5 separate regions of the Sus scrofa genome follow, and regions 1, 2, 4 and 5 are each linked to region 3. Evidence: chromatin contacts called from public Hi-C and HiChIP or PLAC-seq data. All regions are on one chromosome and are shown on one strand. Each heading gives the region's core, a stretch centred on a gene start, on an enhancer-like site or on the middle of the called end of the contact. The rest is flanking DNA. Distances are from core to core; before and after follow the strand shown. Region 1 holds the start of SCAMP3 (secretory carrier membrane protein 3). Region 2 holds the start of TMEM79 (transmembrane protein 79). Region 3 holds the start of KIAA0907 (UPF0469 protein KIAA0907 homolog). Region 4 holds the start of CCT3 (chaperonin containing TCP1 subunit 3). Region 5 holds the start of FDPS (farnesyl diphosphate synthase).

Region 1 (3,080 bases), core at 443-2,942, 470 kb before region 3:
TGAGCTTTCTCGAGGACTGCAAGGGGGCGGCTGAGGGTGGTGCAACTGGAACAGGGGCAGGAGCCTCATAGCTTGGTGGTGGCTGTTGAGTTTGGAAAAGACCTTAGCAATCATCTAGTCCCTCATAACACAGGAATCTAGAGTCTGCTTGAATATCTCTAGACCTAGAACTCATTACCTAAGGCAGCAGCTCCCCCCGCCCCCCGTTGTTAGAAAGCTAGTTCTTGCATTTATATCAGAGGACTGTGATGTGAGGGGTGATGAGGGCTACTATGACCTGGAGTCGCATCTAGTTCCTCAGCCAGAACTCAAAGCATTCATCTACTGGACCTACCTCCTTAAAATGGACCTAAGCGATGCAGCTCGGATCCTCTGTTGGCTGTGGCTCTGGCATAGGCTGGCGGCTACAGCTCCGATTAGACCCCTAGCCTGGGAACCTCCATATGCCGTGGGAGCGGCCAAAGAAATGGCAAAAAGACAAAAAAAACAAAACAAAACAAAACAAAAAAACTGCCCTGAGCTGCTGCAGTGACAACACCAGATCCTTAACCTGCTGCAGCTGCAGCACGGGAGAGCTCCAGCTACCTCCTTAACTTCTGAAAACTCTTAGCATTTTCCATTCCCACGAGATAAACAGGTCTAGTCACTTTCGTTTCTTGCTTTCGAATTGTACACCTAAGCATAGATCGTTTTCTCCTCAACTCCAAACAGCCCCATCCCTTTTCATCTCTAAAGAAGCCTCCCTAGACAGAGCCTTGGTTCAGGCACTAAGAGACTCCAGGTTCTTTCTCCCAGGACCGATATTTAGAGCTCAAACCACATGGATCTTTGGTCTTGGTGTCTTTAGAAGGTTCAGACATCCCATGGAAGACTGGCTTCTCAGGGAGCTAAGATCACCCTGCTTCTTCCTTCCTTCGCGTGCAAACAAGTCCACTGTACCCCAACAGAGTGGACTTGTTGGCATACCCTAATCTTCCTGGCCCTCCTGTGCTCTTCAGAATCTCACCTCCCGGGTCTCAAAAGGGTTGTAGACGTCAAGCGTGGCATACTGCGGGCTGGGTCGGTGCTGGATCACAGCTGGGTCCTGTGGGCAGAGATCTGGGGCTCAGCTGGCACCTGGTGCCTCTGGAGGAACTCACAGGAGCCTCTTCTCAATTGCCTGTGGCTGCAAGGACTGCAGCTTGGAGGCCACGTTGTTGTCCCAGTATCTGCTCCCAATCCTTCACCCCACACTGCCAGTACCAGCTCCTTATCGGGGGCAGGGCCCGCCCCCCAGGTGCTCACTGATCGTCACTCCCACGTGGCGGCCCTTGCTCAGATCAAATGTCAAGAATGGGAATACAAGTTAGCCCGACCCTCTAGAACCGAGAAGTCCCCCAGGATGCCCCAAGGAGGCCGGCGCAAGTCACCTGAAAGGGGTTGTCAAGCTCGCCGGGCTCGGCGAAGGGGTTTCCACCATCTCTGCTTTGAGCCATGTTTGCAACCGCGGCCCGGGCCGCCCCCTGCCCTCCACGCCCCTGCCGCGGCAGTGGCGGCGGCCGTGGCTCTCAAGAGCTCCCTCCGCTCCGCTCCTCTCGGTCCGCCCCGCTTCTCTGTGCACGGATTGGCTGTACCGACCGGAAGGGTCACAAGGATCCCCGCAGCAGCCGCGAGTTGCGCCTGCGTCTCGGCTAAAAGCAAAGAAGGAAGTGCCCCACGTGACAACTCTCGTTGCCGGTAGCCAAGTACCGCCCCTACGTCATGTGACGTCCCTCAACTAATGAACTACACCTCCCAGCGGGCCTAGCGTCAGAACCTGAGTCTATCCTAGCCTTGGGAGAGTTGCGACGGGAGACCTACCCGCCGGTGGTGGTGGAGGTGGCGGCGGCCGCCTGCCAGGAGCTCTATTGAGTAAGTTTTAAATCTGGATTTCTGGCTCTATCCTGGGGCCCGGCCTAACAGCTATAGTAATCGGAACTTCTTTCCCAACTCGTCATTCCAGATCAAAGTGCTTCATTAGCCCTTCATTCTAACCAAGAAATCTTACCTTACTCATTACTACTCTCCTGAGACAGACTGGGCAGATAAACTGGCAGCCTATGATTAATGTCGCAGGGTAAGATGGGACTCCCTTTGTTGACAATCCCTCCACCCCAGCATCCCCCCAAACCTCAAACTCCAGGGAGGGGGGTCCGATGAAGCACGTCATTTTATTTCACAAAGACTGTACAAAATTCCTTATAAAACATGGGATTGATGCCACCTGGTTACCTCATTCTGCCCCCATCCAACTCAACTGTGAAGGGGCAGGTGAGGGCGGGAAGAGTGTGAGATGGGACAGCATTATGTACAAGGCAGGGGTTGAAGCAATAGGTATTAAGTTCTTTCATATTTACACTATTTCACATATTCACAGGTACACACGGAGCCAGGAGGAAGGAGTGGGCTCCGGTTCTGTTCTCTTGTATAAAAAAGCACCAGTGTCCTGGACTGGACACCCACTGCTGTCAGAAACGCAGGGGGGCCCAGGGCCTGATCGTCACCGACTGATATCCCGACTGGAGTCCCACAACTTGGCGTTAGGTGGCTCAGCCCGAAGGCGGGCGAAGAAAGGGTGCTGAAGGGCTTCACCCAAGGTCAGCCGCTTAGCAGGTTCATATTCTAGCATGCTTTCAATCAGATCGAAGAGCTGGTGGTGTTCTTCTGCCTCTGAGGTCAGATACCGCTGGTGGTGGAGGGCAGGAAAAAGGTGAGGCACGATGCCTTACAAACCCTGCCTTCTTCTTCAAGGCCCTGGCTTCCAATCCTGGAGGACCAAGGCTCTGCGGACAACCGTTACGAATGCTACCTAACCATGACCACACTGTAACCATTTCTGATGTTCTACCTTCCCACTAGCACCATTATTCCTTCATACTTTTTGAAAGTTCTACTTGTATATCCTTGTCAACTTCAGGAATCTTCTTTAGCTCCTCATTAAAAAGTAAGCTCTTCAAAGGTAGTTTATGCTTTTCTGTCTGACCTAAAGAATCCAGGACATTGCTTTCATCTCTGGTTGGCTCAAACATGGCTGTCTAACCTCATTCCCTCCATAAAACCAC
Region 2 (3,263 bases), core at 549-3,048, 330 kb after region 3:
CCCTCGCTGTCCCCCCACTTCCCTGGGCGACTGCACTCACGCCCTGGCCCCCCTCTCACCGGTAAAGCCGCTTAGTGTGGAGGACCTTTGCTTCGGGCTCGCTGCTCTCCCCTGTGGCGGGGCCTTGGCTCATGGTGCCCGGGTCCAGGGGCGGCTCCCGGTCACAGGCCCCCGCCACCCACTGCTACCGCCACCACTGCCGTCTCCGGCCGTAGCCGCAGGCACCACCGCCGCCGGCCCTGCTCGGCCGCCATCGCTGTGAGGCGGCTGCCCGCGACAGCTCCTCCTCCGCCTGCCAAATCTCGCGATATCAGTTGCACAGTTGCAGGCCAGGGGGCCTGCTGCTACCAAATCTCGCGAAAGTCGTTTTCCCTCCCGGGAAGTTGCCAGAACTAACTCTGGGCGGCATGGCCTCTTTCCGGCTTCTGCAAGCCCTTGTGAAAAACTTTATTGACAAAGTTGCCAGAGAGCGAACAGCGGACTCTAAGGAGGGCTGAGCCTAAGCAGATGGGCTCACAGCTAGGAGTGTGGCTTTGCCTTGTCTGACTGTGGTCATTTGGTTCGTTTTTCTGTCGCCCCCATTTGAGTCGAGCCTCTTTCAGGTTACTAGTTACAGTGATTCTAATTCTCTCTTTTCCCCCATTATTTAAACAAGCAAAAAACTTGTATGTGAAATTTTTTTTGGAAAGAACCGAGTATGACAAGGCCTTCCAAGATAAGACTCTTACACAGACACCTCAGCCCTTCAGCTTCCGACCCCAACCCAAAGATTTCCACTTGCATGTTCCTCACTTACTGTTCCAGTAAACATTTATTGAACATCTGCTGTCTTCCAGCCACAGTGCTGGATTTTGGAGTCACAGAGATGAGCAATTCAGACATTGTCCCTCCCCTTACGAAGCTCTAATGACTTAAGGGGAAAAGATCCACAGGAATGAGAAGTTACACCCTTACATTTCTGCCCCCTGGTCCTCCCATAGGAAAGATCACTGTGGATTCCTATTGCTGTCTTTTTTTTAATGGCCACACTCTCAGCATAAGGAAGTTTCCAGGCTACAGATTCAATCCAAGCCATGGCTGTGATCTATGTGACCAGAACCACTGCAGTCACGTTCTTAAACCACTGTGCCACGGTTTTTGTAACCTTAAACCTAACCTAAAAAGCAAGGTGCTTAGGGAGATGTTCCTGAAACAACCTGTCTTTCCTTTTTATTGGCCTTTCACTTGTTGTTCCTCTGCCTGAAACACCCATTCTCCTGATTCCCAGCAGGTCTCAACTCAAATATCACTTTGGCAAAGAAATTTTCCTATTGAAATTGTCTTATTGATTTATTTTCTAGGCTTCTTTATTATCTGCTACCCCAACAGAACAAGCCCCTTAAGTCCAGAGACTTTGCCTGTCATCTCGTTCTTTCCTATGTCTATGCCCAGAATAGTGCCTAACTAATAACAGGTGCTCAATAAATATTGAATGAATAAGTGTAGAAATTCCACCTCTCTTTTGGGTGTTTTCCAACCTACTCCAACATCCTTTTTTTTTTTTTGGTCTTTTGTCTTTTTAGGGCCACACCGCAGCATATGGAGGTTCCCAGGCCAGGGTCCAATTGGAGCTGTAGCTGTCATCCTACACCACAGCCACAGCAAAGCAGGATCCGAGCTGCGTCTGTGACCTACACCACTGCTCACAGCAATGCCAGATCCTTAACCCACTGAGCAAGGCCAGGGATCGAACCTGCATCCTCATGGATACTAGTAGGGTTCATTAACCACTGAGCCATGACAGGAACTCCCCAAGCACCTTCTGATGCACAAACCCATTCTTCCCCCTTTGCTTTCCTGTGCTGGGAGTTCCTACAAAACCCATGTTCCTAGAACACACTTACCTCTAGGCTCAGCTGCACCCCCACTTTCAGAGAGCATGACGTCCTTCTCTAAGGCTTTTTCTGTCGGCAGATTCAGCAGGGCGGGGCCTGCCCTTTAATCTGGGCCCCACCTGCTCTGGTCAGACAGGTTTGGAGACCCAGGTAAAGGGAGGGAGACGGAGAGAAATACTTGCAGAGCCAGCAGCGAGCTAGGCAGCTCCTTCCCGGACGCTGGGGACCCTCTACCTCTCTCCAGATGGAAAGTAAGTGGGTGTCACGGGTCCAAACATTAAGGGATCGGAGGTCCTTGAGCAGTGAAGGGAGGGAAGTTAGCCTCATCCAGAAGCAGTGAGATGGAGGACGGCAGGGAGGGGAGAAAGACAGGAGAGGAGGCATGGGAAACAGCTTTGATTAGACCTAGAGGTCAAAATGGACAGACCCAGGCCCTTCAGATGTGGAGTGGGTTGGTGAGAAGTTTGAAAACCGACCAAGTATCCAGATTGGAGACGAAAGAACAGGGTCCCCTGCTACTGCCAGCTCCTTGGGACAGATTTGTTGGCAAATCGTTGGTATAAGTTGCCAGGAGAGTTCCAGTCCGGGGTCTTCAGGGGAAGGCAAGGTTTGGAAGTGAAAGGGAAGCTTCTCTGTCCACGAGAAGGTCTTTAGCAAGAAGAAAGCCCTTGGCAAATTTCTAGACACCTCCTTTTCCTCTCATTCCTGCATTTGGGTGGCCATGACCCCAGGGGTTTTGGTGGAGAGGGGCAGGAGATGTGGGTGGAGGCGAGGCCACAGCTGCCAGGGCCTGTGCCCCCTGACTCACCCTCTCCTGGTGAATAGCATTTGATGTCGAAAGGGTGTCTCCATTTCAGCTGCTCACTTCCCTCCTGCCTCACTCTATTTCAACACAAGGACCATGTTCTCCCTAAGGTCCCAGATGGGGCTAAAGCCCACCGTAAGACCAGCTGAGCTTCGGTTCTATCAACCCAGAAAACAGCAGCTTTTTTTTTTTTTTTTTTTTTTTTTTTGGCCTTTTTATTTTAGGTCCGCACACGGGGCATGTGGAGGTTCCCAGGCTGGGGGTGGAATCGGAGCTATAGCTGCTGGCCTATGGCACAGCCACAGCAAGGCCAGATCCAAGCCACGTCTGCAACCTATACCACAGCTCGTGGCAACGCCAGATTCTTAACCCACTGAGCAAGGTCGGGGATTGAACTCGAAACCTCATGGTTACTAGTTGGATTCATTTCCACTGAGCCACTACAGGAACTCCAAGAGCAGCAGCTTCTGACAGAGCTTCCCTCTGCTCCTTCCAGGGTGACACGACCTTACGGTAGACCCCAGAAGTGAGGCCCCAGGATGACGGAACCCGAGGCCATGGCCCTGCTGGAGGTGAAGGGGCCT
Region 3 (3,117 bases), core at 100-2,599:
CTTCAGGGGAAATGCACATGTATCAAAAAACCTATTACATCACTGCTTTAAATGATCATGTAGACAGAACTAGGGCTGAACTAAGGGAACACAGACAAAACAAGTTATTTGGTCCATAAATGTAACTTAGCCCAAGCAAAATTGCCTCCTAGGAGTTCCCATCCTGGCTCAGCAGAAACGAATCTAACATCCATGAGGATGCAGGTTAGATCCCTGGCCTTGCTCAGTGGGTTAAGAATCTGGTGTTGCCGTGAGCTGTAGTGTAGGTTGCAGACAGGGGGCTCAGATCTGGTGTGGCTGTGGCATAGCAGCTGCAGCTCTGATTTGACCCCTGGCCTGGTAACCTCCATATGCCGCTCCTGCAGCTCTAAAAAGAAAAAAAAAAAAAAAAACTAAATTACTGTACCCCCACCCCCGAGAGTGTCTCCTTAAGACAAATGATTGTGAGATTACAAGATTACAAACTGCAATCAGCAGAATCCCCTCAACTTCAAATACCTTCTCAGCAGCATTCTGAGTTGGTTTAAGCTTTCCTTTGGCCATAAGCATGGCATTGATCTTAGCAGCCACAGCAGCAGCAGCGTCCAAGGCTCCAGAGGGAGCAGCTGTGGAGCCCCCAGGGCTTCCCCCACTGCTGGTAACCTCCCCACCTGGGGCTGCTGGTGGCAGGAAGAGAAGGGGGGCTGGAGCTGGTTGGTCCCATTTGCTGCGGCGCCTACAGGAAGAGGAAAATATTAGGCCACAAAGTTTTTACTATTTTTCTCCCCTTACTACACCTTAGTACCCCATTTTCCCGCTATCAGGCTCCCTTTACACTTTCGAATCTACTATCAGAGCTAAAATTACCATCTCTCCTTAAACAGACAACCACTGCAATATTTCCCCAAATCCTCACTTCTTTCAACCCTTTTCCTGAATCTACTTCCTTTCTACTCCGTCATCCCTATTAAAAGATTCTGGTGTCCTACAACCCTTCGTTCTCACCTTCCCTTTTGGCTCGTCATTCCCAAAGTCCCTGCTTTTCTCCTTTCTCTGATCCCCGCTGGCCTTTTTCTGGGGCCCCAGGCCTGCTCACGATCCTTCGCCCCCAAAGTCCGGCCCTCAAATACATACACTTCCCACCCAAGCGCCCCTCTACCCAGACGCTGCTTCCCATGATCCCTCCGCCTCTCCTGGGCCTCATGCTCGCTGCGATGCCCTCGCCAGAAAAGCTTTACCCGCCAGCTCCAGGATGTGTCGCGCTCCCCGCGGACATGGCGACCGGCTCTGATCAACCACCCGCCAACTACCCCACTACCTCCTTCCCGTCACTTCCGCCCCCAACGCCCTTACGCACAGCCTCTTCCGGTCGTGAGGCAAAGCGGTTCCGGTATAAAAGTCTATTCCGATTGGACTCCTGTTGATGTCAAGGCTTCTGGCCTTATTTGAAACAGATGGGGTGTGGCCTTCCTGCTTGCGCTTTCCCTTGAGAAAGATGGCTGCTAAATCTCATATTAAGGAAGAATTGGGGCAAGAAGAATCCATCTTTCTTGTGGGCAAGTCGCTAGCCAAGAGTACAACACGCATGAGTAAGGAAAATTAAACAGGTTTCTCCCCAAATTCAGTCACATTCTTGTAGAGTCCCAGCCGCTGACCTGGGACAGCGCTTTCCCGCGGCTTTTGCAAACTTCAAGTTTCAGTTACCTGCTTAGGGAAAAGGAAAGGACTCATCCCAAAAATTATTTGAAGATTTTTTTCTTTTCATTTCTGCGCGCCTGTCCCTGTTTTAAGAGCAGGGGGTCCTGCCTTTCTGACACTTAGAATGTGGCGTGGTGGCCACGCCGGGTATTACATAGAATAGGTTATAATAAACAAAGGTGGAGAAGATAAATGCTCAACTTGGTGGAGCTAACACGCAAGTATTTGAAAGTCACAGAGCCCTTCCAGTGAGGGCTAAAGAAGTGACCCAGCCTAGGTTATGAAATGGGAACTCCAAGGAGTCTCTACATAGAATCAATAAAATACAATGCTATTCTTGCAAACAAGTTTATGTACTGACAGGATTAACAGAATACAAATTCATTTAAAATTCACATTTTTAGGCGTCCCCGTTGTGGCTCAGTAGGTTAAAAACCTGACTAGTATCCATGAGGATGCAGGTTGGATCCCTGGTCCTGCTCAGGGACTTAAGTTGCTGTGGCTGTGGTGTAGGGCAGCTGCAGCTCCTGTTTGACTTCTATCCTGGGAACTTCCATGTGCCACACCTGTGGCCCTAAAAAAAAAATTTAAAGCCACATTTATAGTGTTTTCCCTTCAGCATTTAATAAATAAATGTCCCATATAAACATCTATTTCTGCATTCTTTTCTATTGCATGAATCTATTTTTTCCTTTGCTATAGTGTTTTGTGTGCGTGTGTGAGCTTTATTTGGGCCACACCTGTAGCATATGGAAGTTCCCAGGTTAGGTGTCGAATTGGAGCTACAGCTGCCCACCTACATCACAGTGACAGCAACACCAAATCTTTAACCCTCTGAGTGAGGGAACATTTAACCCAGGGCTTGAACCCACATCCTCATGGGTACTAGTCAGGTTCATTATCACTGAGCCACAATGGGAACACCTGCTATAGTGCCTTTTTTTTTTAGTGTCTTTATTTCCTTTTTTCTTTTTCTTTTTTCTTTTTCTTTTTTCTTTTTTTCTTTTTTTTCAGTTGCACTAGCAGCATGTGGAAGTTCCTGGGCCAGGGATTGAACTTAGCCACAGCAGTGACAGGGCCTAATCCTTAACTATTAGGTTACTAGGGAACTCCTTTTTATTTATTCGTTTTTTCTTTGTTTCGGCCTGACCCAAAGCATTTGGAAGTTCCCAGGCCAAGGATGGAACCTGAGCCACAGCAGTGACAACACCAGACCTTTAGCCCTCTGCACCAGCAGGAAATTCCTATGATATATTACAATAGTTTTATGCCTACTTTAGAATCTGTTATGGTAAAGCCATTACACCTACAATTTTTTGTTTATTCTGACAGGTGTATTTTTCCAAATGAATTTCAGATTAAGCATTGTTTTCCCTTTGTGTTGACTCCCTAAAGAGCAATGTTGTTTATTTTTTCCTTTTAAAAAAAAATTGAACTATA
Region 4 (3,060 bases), core at 494-2,993, 360 kb after region 3:
ACTTATTTCTTTCTTTACTTCAACTCCTGGTATACTAAGAAACAATTCATAAAGCTTCAACTTTGGAATCTTAGTCATCACTTTCTCTCTAATCAAATATTCATGTATGTATAACAAGGATTCATAACCTAAGATCCATCAGATTTTTAAAGACCTGGTGACCCTAAAAAAGCATCAATCACTCCCTTATGTAAAAAGGAAAACTTGGGGGATTCATGTCCTCATAATTGGGTACACAGAATCATACTGACATTCCCAGCGTAATTATTAAATAGTTCCTCCCCCCTTCTCCCCTGTGTGCTATGGAATGAGAACACACACTCAAAAGCATCTGGGTTTGCGAGATACAATCACTTCATGCTTGGACATAACCAGAATGCCTCAGGAACCCACTGACCATCAGTAAGTGTGACCTACATGTTTTAATAGGAAGTCTAATAGGTTAGGGCCGCTAATGCAAGGGATTAACTCCGACCTCAAAAGAGCTGAACAACGCACTACTCACCTTAGGGCCCTCTCAATGGCTATACCTGAATCAAAAGAATGTTTATTTCACTCCTCTCTCCAAATTATACTTCCCTACAGTTTGTTGTAAAATTTCCCACCCATCAAACCTAAACATTCATTCACAGTTCTCAGGATTTAGATTCCTATTTCAGGCACTGATAACCAAAATCCTGCATGGACCTTTCTGATTGGATTCATCAGAAAAAAATTGGTTTTTTTTTCTGGGTTAAGTGGATTCTTGTTTGCAAACAGTTATTTTCCAGGTATACAGAAAATCGATAGCATTCTACACGCATAAGAGAGGGACGGAAAATGACTAATAAGGCTGAGATTACACAGAACAGAAACATACCCGAGGAAGACAACAGAAATGCGACTCATTCCCCATAGGTAAAGAGACCCAATGGAAAAATGTGGGAAAACTCAGTTGGTAAGTGGGAAAGATTACCACGGAGGGGATATCAAGGGAATAACTACATCTAAGATAAACCAGTGAGGAAGGTAGGGTTACTTGAGGAACAGAAGTTGCAGAATGGAAATTCAAGAGGACAATTACTGAAAATACAAATAACCAAGGCTACCACTCGCTCTTTTAAGCAATTGTCTCTACTTATCTCACTTGAGTCACAATCTTACGGGAAAATAGTTAATCCTAATAATAAAGATGGAAACGTTTCAATCAAACAACGTGGCTGACGCCACACCACTACTAAGGGATGGGCCAAGGTTAAAATGCTAGGCCAAACTTAAAAGCCGTTAGTCACAAAACTGCACACTGAAAATCACTCAAAGAAGGTTGCAAGGGCGGGGGTTGGAGGTGAAGAACAGAATGCCGAGTGGGAAGCATCTTCCCGAGGCCAGAGCCCGGAAAAATGAGGCTCGAGAGAGAAAGGTCAGTTTGCGTTTGTGTAGACATGGGAATACGTTAAGGGTAGACAGGAAAGCAGAAGGGGCTTCCAAAATGAACGACTGGAAGGCTCAGGGGCCGGACCAGGGCGGGACTGGGCTGAGGCAAGGCTGTAAAGTGCCGAAAGAGGGAGATGAAGAGGGGGTCCCTTCCCCAGCTTTCCCAAAACTCACTAAGCACGAGCACCGGACGATGGCCCATCATGGCGGCGCGATGCAGAGCCGGGTACCCAAAGCAGGGGGAACCGGCAGAACCTTCTGGAGAGAGAGAACCAGCGAGAAGCCCAGAAAACGCTGCCTCCTCAGGGCTTACACCCAACCCCGCTACCCTCCCGGGCGCCCCCAATCACCGCACCCATCTCACTGACCGGCACGGAAACAGGCCAATTGACATTCTTAGCCCCGCCCCCTACGCAAGAACGCGGGGCAAGCTAGGTAGAGAGAGCACGGTGATGGCAATGAGAGGGCAGAGGCGCTTGCGCAATGGGGTGGCCGCTCCCGGCCGCGTGCGGCGCGAACCTTGGCGCAAGCGCCAAGGATCGGGTAGTTGGCCGGAACGCCACTGCGCATGTGTGTCAACTATAAGGGTGGGTGCTGGGGTAGAGGCTTTCCATTAACACCGCAGGTGAGGTCATTAAACTCATGCGTCTCGACTCCTTTCGGACGCCAAGGTGGAGAATGACTTGACAGTTTCCATGCTTTCGTTCCAGCTTTGGCTACGGGGAGGACTAGAAGGGGCGGGACCTAAACCGGCAGTTGAGAGAACACCTGGCCCCTTTGATGCGGGGTGGAATGGGAGTTGTAGTCCGATCAGACTGAGCTGGGCGGTAACTAGCCTTCTGGGCACGCTGGGAGTTGTGGTTTACTGCCTCTGACTCGTTCCTATGCATGGACCTTTCCCTCTTAGGCAAATACTATCTATTGAGGCCGTGAATGGTACCTGAGAGTGCTGGCTTACCGACCCCTCGAGTTATCCTATGTAAAACATTTTCTCAAGTGTTTTCCTCTAGTGCTCTCAGATTTTCTTTATCCGTGTCCATTCTTTCCCCTGCCCTCCTCATGCCCTCAGCTACTGGTCCATTAGAGATGTTGGAGAACCAGAGTTTTTAAGTTACCTTACAGGATAGGAAAAGGGCTGATCCCGCAGAAATCAAAACTAGGGGAGAACACAGTATTTGCCCACATTTTTAGGAGACGCTTAAAGTTTGGGCGTAGTTAAAGTACTGTTTTGTCCAGAGAAAAGAAACATTACTAGAAACAGTTTTTTGTTTTGTTTTGTTTTTTAGTGAAAGGATGAGAGCACGAACAATTCAAGAACAGTTACTTATGTTTGGCCATAAAATAGAACAGTACACACCCTTTCATACTTTTTCCTTCCCAAACTGGAGCAGCCTGATATGTGCTGGGGAGAACTTATATGAAATTGTTAATAGTAAAATAATAGCATGGGTTGTTGGTCATGTGATGTTGTGATTCTTTCCCAGGCACCACACCTGTAGGTGTTCAGATGGAGCAGCATTCTAGTCATCCTACTAACAGAAGAGGTGTGTGTCAGAGGCCCTGCTTCCTTTCCCTTAAAACCAGACTTTGATTGGAGTTCCCGTCGTGGCTCAGCAGAAACGAACAAATCTGATTAGTATCCATGAG
Region 5 (2,961 bases), core at 428-2,927, 420 kb before region 3:
AAGTTACTGGGATTTGGGAAGGTTAATGGAGAAAGAGCCAACAGTGTGAAGCCGTGTGTGTGTGTTCTGCTGAGTTTTATCTTTCTTGGGCACTTAAAGCACTTTATATACTTCATCTCTCACGGGGTTTTCCTCATTTAACAAATGAGGGAAGTCTGTTTTAATTACGTTAACTGAGGCTCCGAGAAGTTCTATGATTTGCTTAAGTGGTCCTTCTGGAGTTTTAGTAATGTGCCACTCAATTGCACAGGAAGATAATGAAAACTGAAATGTAGTAAAGGCAACAGCTGGGAGCGTAGGAAACTCCCAGCCTGCTTCCCATTTGCCACAGCAGCCTCTAATCTTGGCCCACTCTACCTCCTTCTAGCTGTGGGCCCCGGGGTGCTGCACTTCCATTGGCTGTGGGTTACAGGGCCTCATACTCATACGAGGGAAAACATCCAATCAGAGTGGCTCGTCTCCACCCTGCCAGTACACGCTAGATTGCGTTGTAGTTGTCCCTCCCGTGGCATGCCGGGAATTGTAGTTTACTGGGCCTTTCTGCCTATAGCGAAAAGAGATGGAGAACTACTAGTCCCAGAGAGCTGAGCGTTGAGGAGTCCGGTTTTTAGGCATACCCCAGCAATTCTCTGGATCCACAACCGGCATCCAGGAACAGGTGAGAGAGGTCTCGGGCAGGGAGTGGAGGCACGGGTTAGAAACTCAGCCTTACTTCTGTAGTGATACTTTGAGGCACAGGAGGACCAGTACGTTGTGCTGGAGTTCCCCCGCTTTGGGGGTTGGTGGGACCGACTGGCTAACCTCATGGATGTGAAAAACTCCCATCCCTGTCCTGTGCTTTCCTGGAACCCTCAGTGTAACTGCACATTGGTTTGCTCTTCTACTGCGAACTCTCCCCACCTGCCCACTGTTGTTCTGAGGTTGTCTGCATAGTTCTAGTCTGTAAAGGCTTAGGACACCCAGTCCCAGAGCCTCAGACCACATGTCCATAGCACCCAGGGGTTCCTGTTTCATGTCTCTTCATCTCACAGACTCTGTACCCCTCTTTCTGGCTACTGGGAAGACCTGGATTCTAGGTTTGGTACCCACGTCCTAGGTATCTTCCTACCTCCTAGAGGCTCAGCTTGACTTATATAAAATAGGTTGATTTAAGGGTCTTCCTAGCCCCCAGTTCTGAATTCCTTTACTCTAGACTCTTCTCTCTGTACTCCAGGACTTGGGAAGCAGCCAGGGGTGTAGCAATTCCAGAGAATCCCTGGAGGGGAGGCATTGATGGTTGAAAAGGATAAAGTTAGGTGGCAATAAGTTTTAGTCACCTTTTTTTTCTTTTTGGCGACACCTATGGCATGTGGAAGTTCCTAGGCCAGGGATCCAACCTGCCCACAACAGTGACAAGACTGGGTCCTTAACCACTAGGCCACCAGGAAACTCCAAGTTCTAGCCATCATATTTTAAGTGCAGTTAGTTTATTCTCAGTCACCCAGCTGTACTTTTTGTTCCCCACATTTTTTTTTTTCCCTGTAAATGCCCTCAATCTCATACCAGGAGAAAGTGGGGCCTTCTGGCTATGGAGGTAAAAGTTCGGGGAGGTGACCTGGGGAGCTGCCAACGTGCATCTGCCTTTGGTGCTTGCTCCTGCAGGGAGTGCTCAGTGCCCCTTCCCTGTACCACCCCCCATGCTGCCCCTGTCCCGCTGGCTGAGATCTGTGGGGCTCTTCTTGCTGCCAGCCCCCTGCTGGGTGCCCCGGGAGAGGTGGCTGGGTCCCCTACGGCGGCCCTCCCTGGTGCACGGGTGCCCAGTCCTGGGGGCATGGCACAGTGCTCGCTGCTGGTGCCAAGCGTGGACAGAGGAGCCTCGGTGAGTTTGGTGGGGGTGAGGGGCCTTGGGGAGGGGAGCAGCTGTTCAGGTTTCTGACTTGTCCTCCCTCTCCTCAGAGCATTTTACTCCTCCCTCAGAATGAACGGAGACCAGAAATTGGACGCTTATGCCCGAGAAAGGCAGGATTTCATCCAGCACTTCTCCCAGATCGTCAAGGTGCTGACTGAGGAGGACATCGGGCACCCAGAGATAGGAGATGCTGTTGCCCGACTCAAGGAGGTGAGGGATTTATGACTGGAGAGAGTCTTTGCTCTCTCTGCATGTGTGGGATCCAGCTCTGGCTTTTGGGGGACTTTTGGCAGGGGTGGGAGCAGGGTTTTACCTGAGCGTTTCTGGGTGCCCTCTGGAGGTGCAGGTATACTTAGCCCAGTAGTCCTGCCTGGTGGTTCTTTTGGGCCATCCGCACTGCTTTGAATAAGGGTGGAGGGCCCTGGGGGTGAGGCATTAGGCATCCAGAAATAATGAGGGGCTACCTTGGCAGGGACCTGGGAGGAAGGCAGTCTGAGATGGGCTTGGGTGAAGCTAGTGCATCAGAAACTCCTGCTCTAGGACAAGAACTATTGCTGAGATACTTAAGTTGCCTTATTGTTTTATTCCTTTTTTTTTTTTTTTTTTAAAGGGCCACAAGTGTGGCATATGGAAGTTCCCAGGTTAGGGGTCTTATTAGAGCTGCAACCACAGCAACACCTGATCCTAGCCATGTCTGACTTACACCACAGCTCATGGCAGCACCTGATCCTTAACCCACTGAGCAAGGCCAGGGATTGAACCTGTGTCCTCATGGATACTAGTTTGCGTGCATTACTGCTAAGCCACAATGGGAACTCCTAATTCTTTTATTCTTTTAGAGTATCTAGTAATTCTTACTATAAATGCTCTCTCATTTGTCTGAGGGGAACTAAGGAGAAGGGGGTGTGTCTACACTGGGATGGAGATTAAAAGGGAAGTCTTCCCAGTGAATTAGATCTAAGGGCAGCCAACGGCACAGAGGTCCCAGCAGGACATGCCATTGGAGGAGTGGGGGACGGGTCCTCCACCCTATGGTCTCCTCCAAGATTTCCTCTGGCCGACTTTGGGTGGGT

What was found. A called contact is a pair of places that touch in the nucleus more often than the background predicts. HiChIP or PLAC-seq counts read pairs in DNA pulled down with a chosen protein or histone mark.
Region 1: a contact with region 3 is called in a Hi-C map of liver, with 5 times the contacts expected there. The contact joins the promoter of SCAMP3 here to the promoter of KIAA0907 in region 3. A contact is called at or near these places in 1 of 5 promoter capture datasets (fetal liver), 1 of 47 Hi-C or Micro-C datasets (liver) and 1 of 2 datasets of contacts at active chromatin or transcription factors (alveolar macrophages).
Region 2: an H3K27ac HiChIP or PLAC-seq map of alveolar macrophages shows a contact between it and region 3. The contact joins the promoter of TMEM79 here to the promoter of KIAA0907 in region 3. A contact is called at or near these places in 1 of 5 promoter capture datasets (fetal liver) and 2 of 2 datasets of contacts at active chromatin or transcription factors (alveolar macrophages and skeletal muscle).
Region 4: a contact with region 3 is called in a Hi-C map of liver, with 7 times the contacts expected there. The contact joins the promoter of CCT3 here to the promoter of KIAA0907 in region 3. A contact is called at or near these places in 1 of 5 promoter capture datasets (liver), 4 of 47 Hi-C or Micro-C datasets (embryonic fibroblasts, epiblast stem cells, liver and 1 more) and 2 of 2 datasets of contacts at active chromatin or transcription factors (alveolar macrophages and skeletal muscle).
Region 5: a Hi-C map of liver shows a contact between it and region 3, with 3 times the contacts expected there. The contact joins the promoter of FDPS here to the promoter of KIAA0907 in region 3. A contact is called at or near these places in 1 of 5 promoter capture datasets (liver) and 1 of 47 Hi-C or Micro-C datasets (liver).

The regions. Positions count from the first base shown.
Region 1 is chr4:94,569,175-94,572,254 of Sscrofa11.1, reverse strand. SCAMP3 (secretory carrier membrane protein 3) reads right to left here and starts at 1,692. Exons shown (of 9, transcript NM_001185169.1): 1 at 1,410-1,692; 2 at 1,007-1,084; 3 at 1-82. The coding sequence starts at 1,475. It overlaps CLK2 (dual specificity protein kinase CLK2), which reads right to left. Exons shown (of 12, transcript XM_021089727.1): 12 at 2,171-2,704. The coding sequence ends at 2,519.
Region 2 is chr4:93,767,375-93,770,637 of Sscrofa11.1, reverse strand. TMEM79 (transmembrane protein 79) reads left to right here and starts at 1,798. Exons shown (of 4, transcript XM_001927978.5): 1 at 1,798-2,125; 2 at 3,176-3,263. The coding sequence starts at 3,219. SMG5 (protein SMG5) reads right to left here and starts at 309. Exons shown (of 22, transcript XM_021089680.1): 1 at 60-309. The coding sequence starts at 133.
Region 3 is chr4:94,096,443-94,099,559 of Sscrofa11.1, reverse strand. It overlaps KIAA0907 (UPF0469 protein KIAA0907 homolog), which reads right to left and starts at 1,349. Exons shown (of 15, transcript XM_001928648.6): 1 at 1,218-1,349; 2 at 499-715. The coding sequence starts at 1,255.
Region 4 is chr4:93,732,650-93,735,709 of Sscrofa11.1, reverse strand. It overlaps CCT3 (chaperonin containing TCP1 subunit 3), which reads right to left and starts at 1,743. Exons shown (of 14, transcript NM_001244180.1): 1 at 1,588-1,743. The coding sequence starts at 1,618. It overlaps TSACC (TSSK6-activating co-chaperone protein), which reads left to right and starts at 681. Exons shown (of 4, transcript XM_013996980.2): 1 at 681-1,399; 2 at 2,898-2,957. The coding sequence starts at 2,921.
Region 5 is chr4:94,512,410-94,515,370 of Sscrofa11.1, reverse strand. It overlaps FDPS (farnesyl diphosphate synthase), which reads left to right and starts at 1,677. Exons shown (of 10, transcript NM_001185131.1): 1 at 1,677-1,858; 2 at 1,936-2,098. The coding sequence starts at 1,677.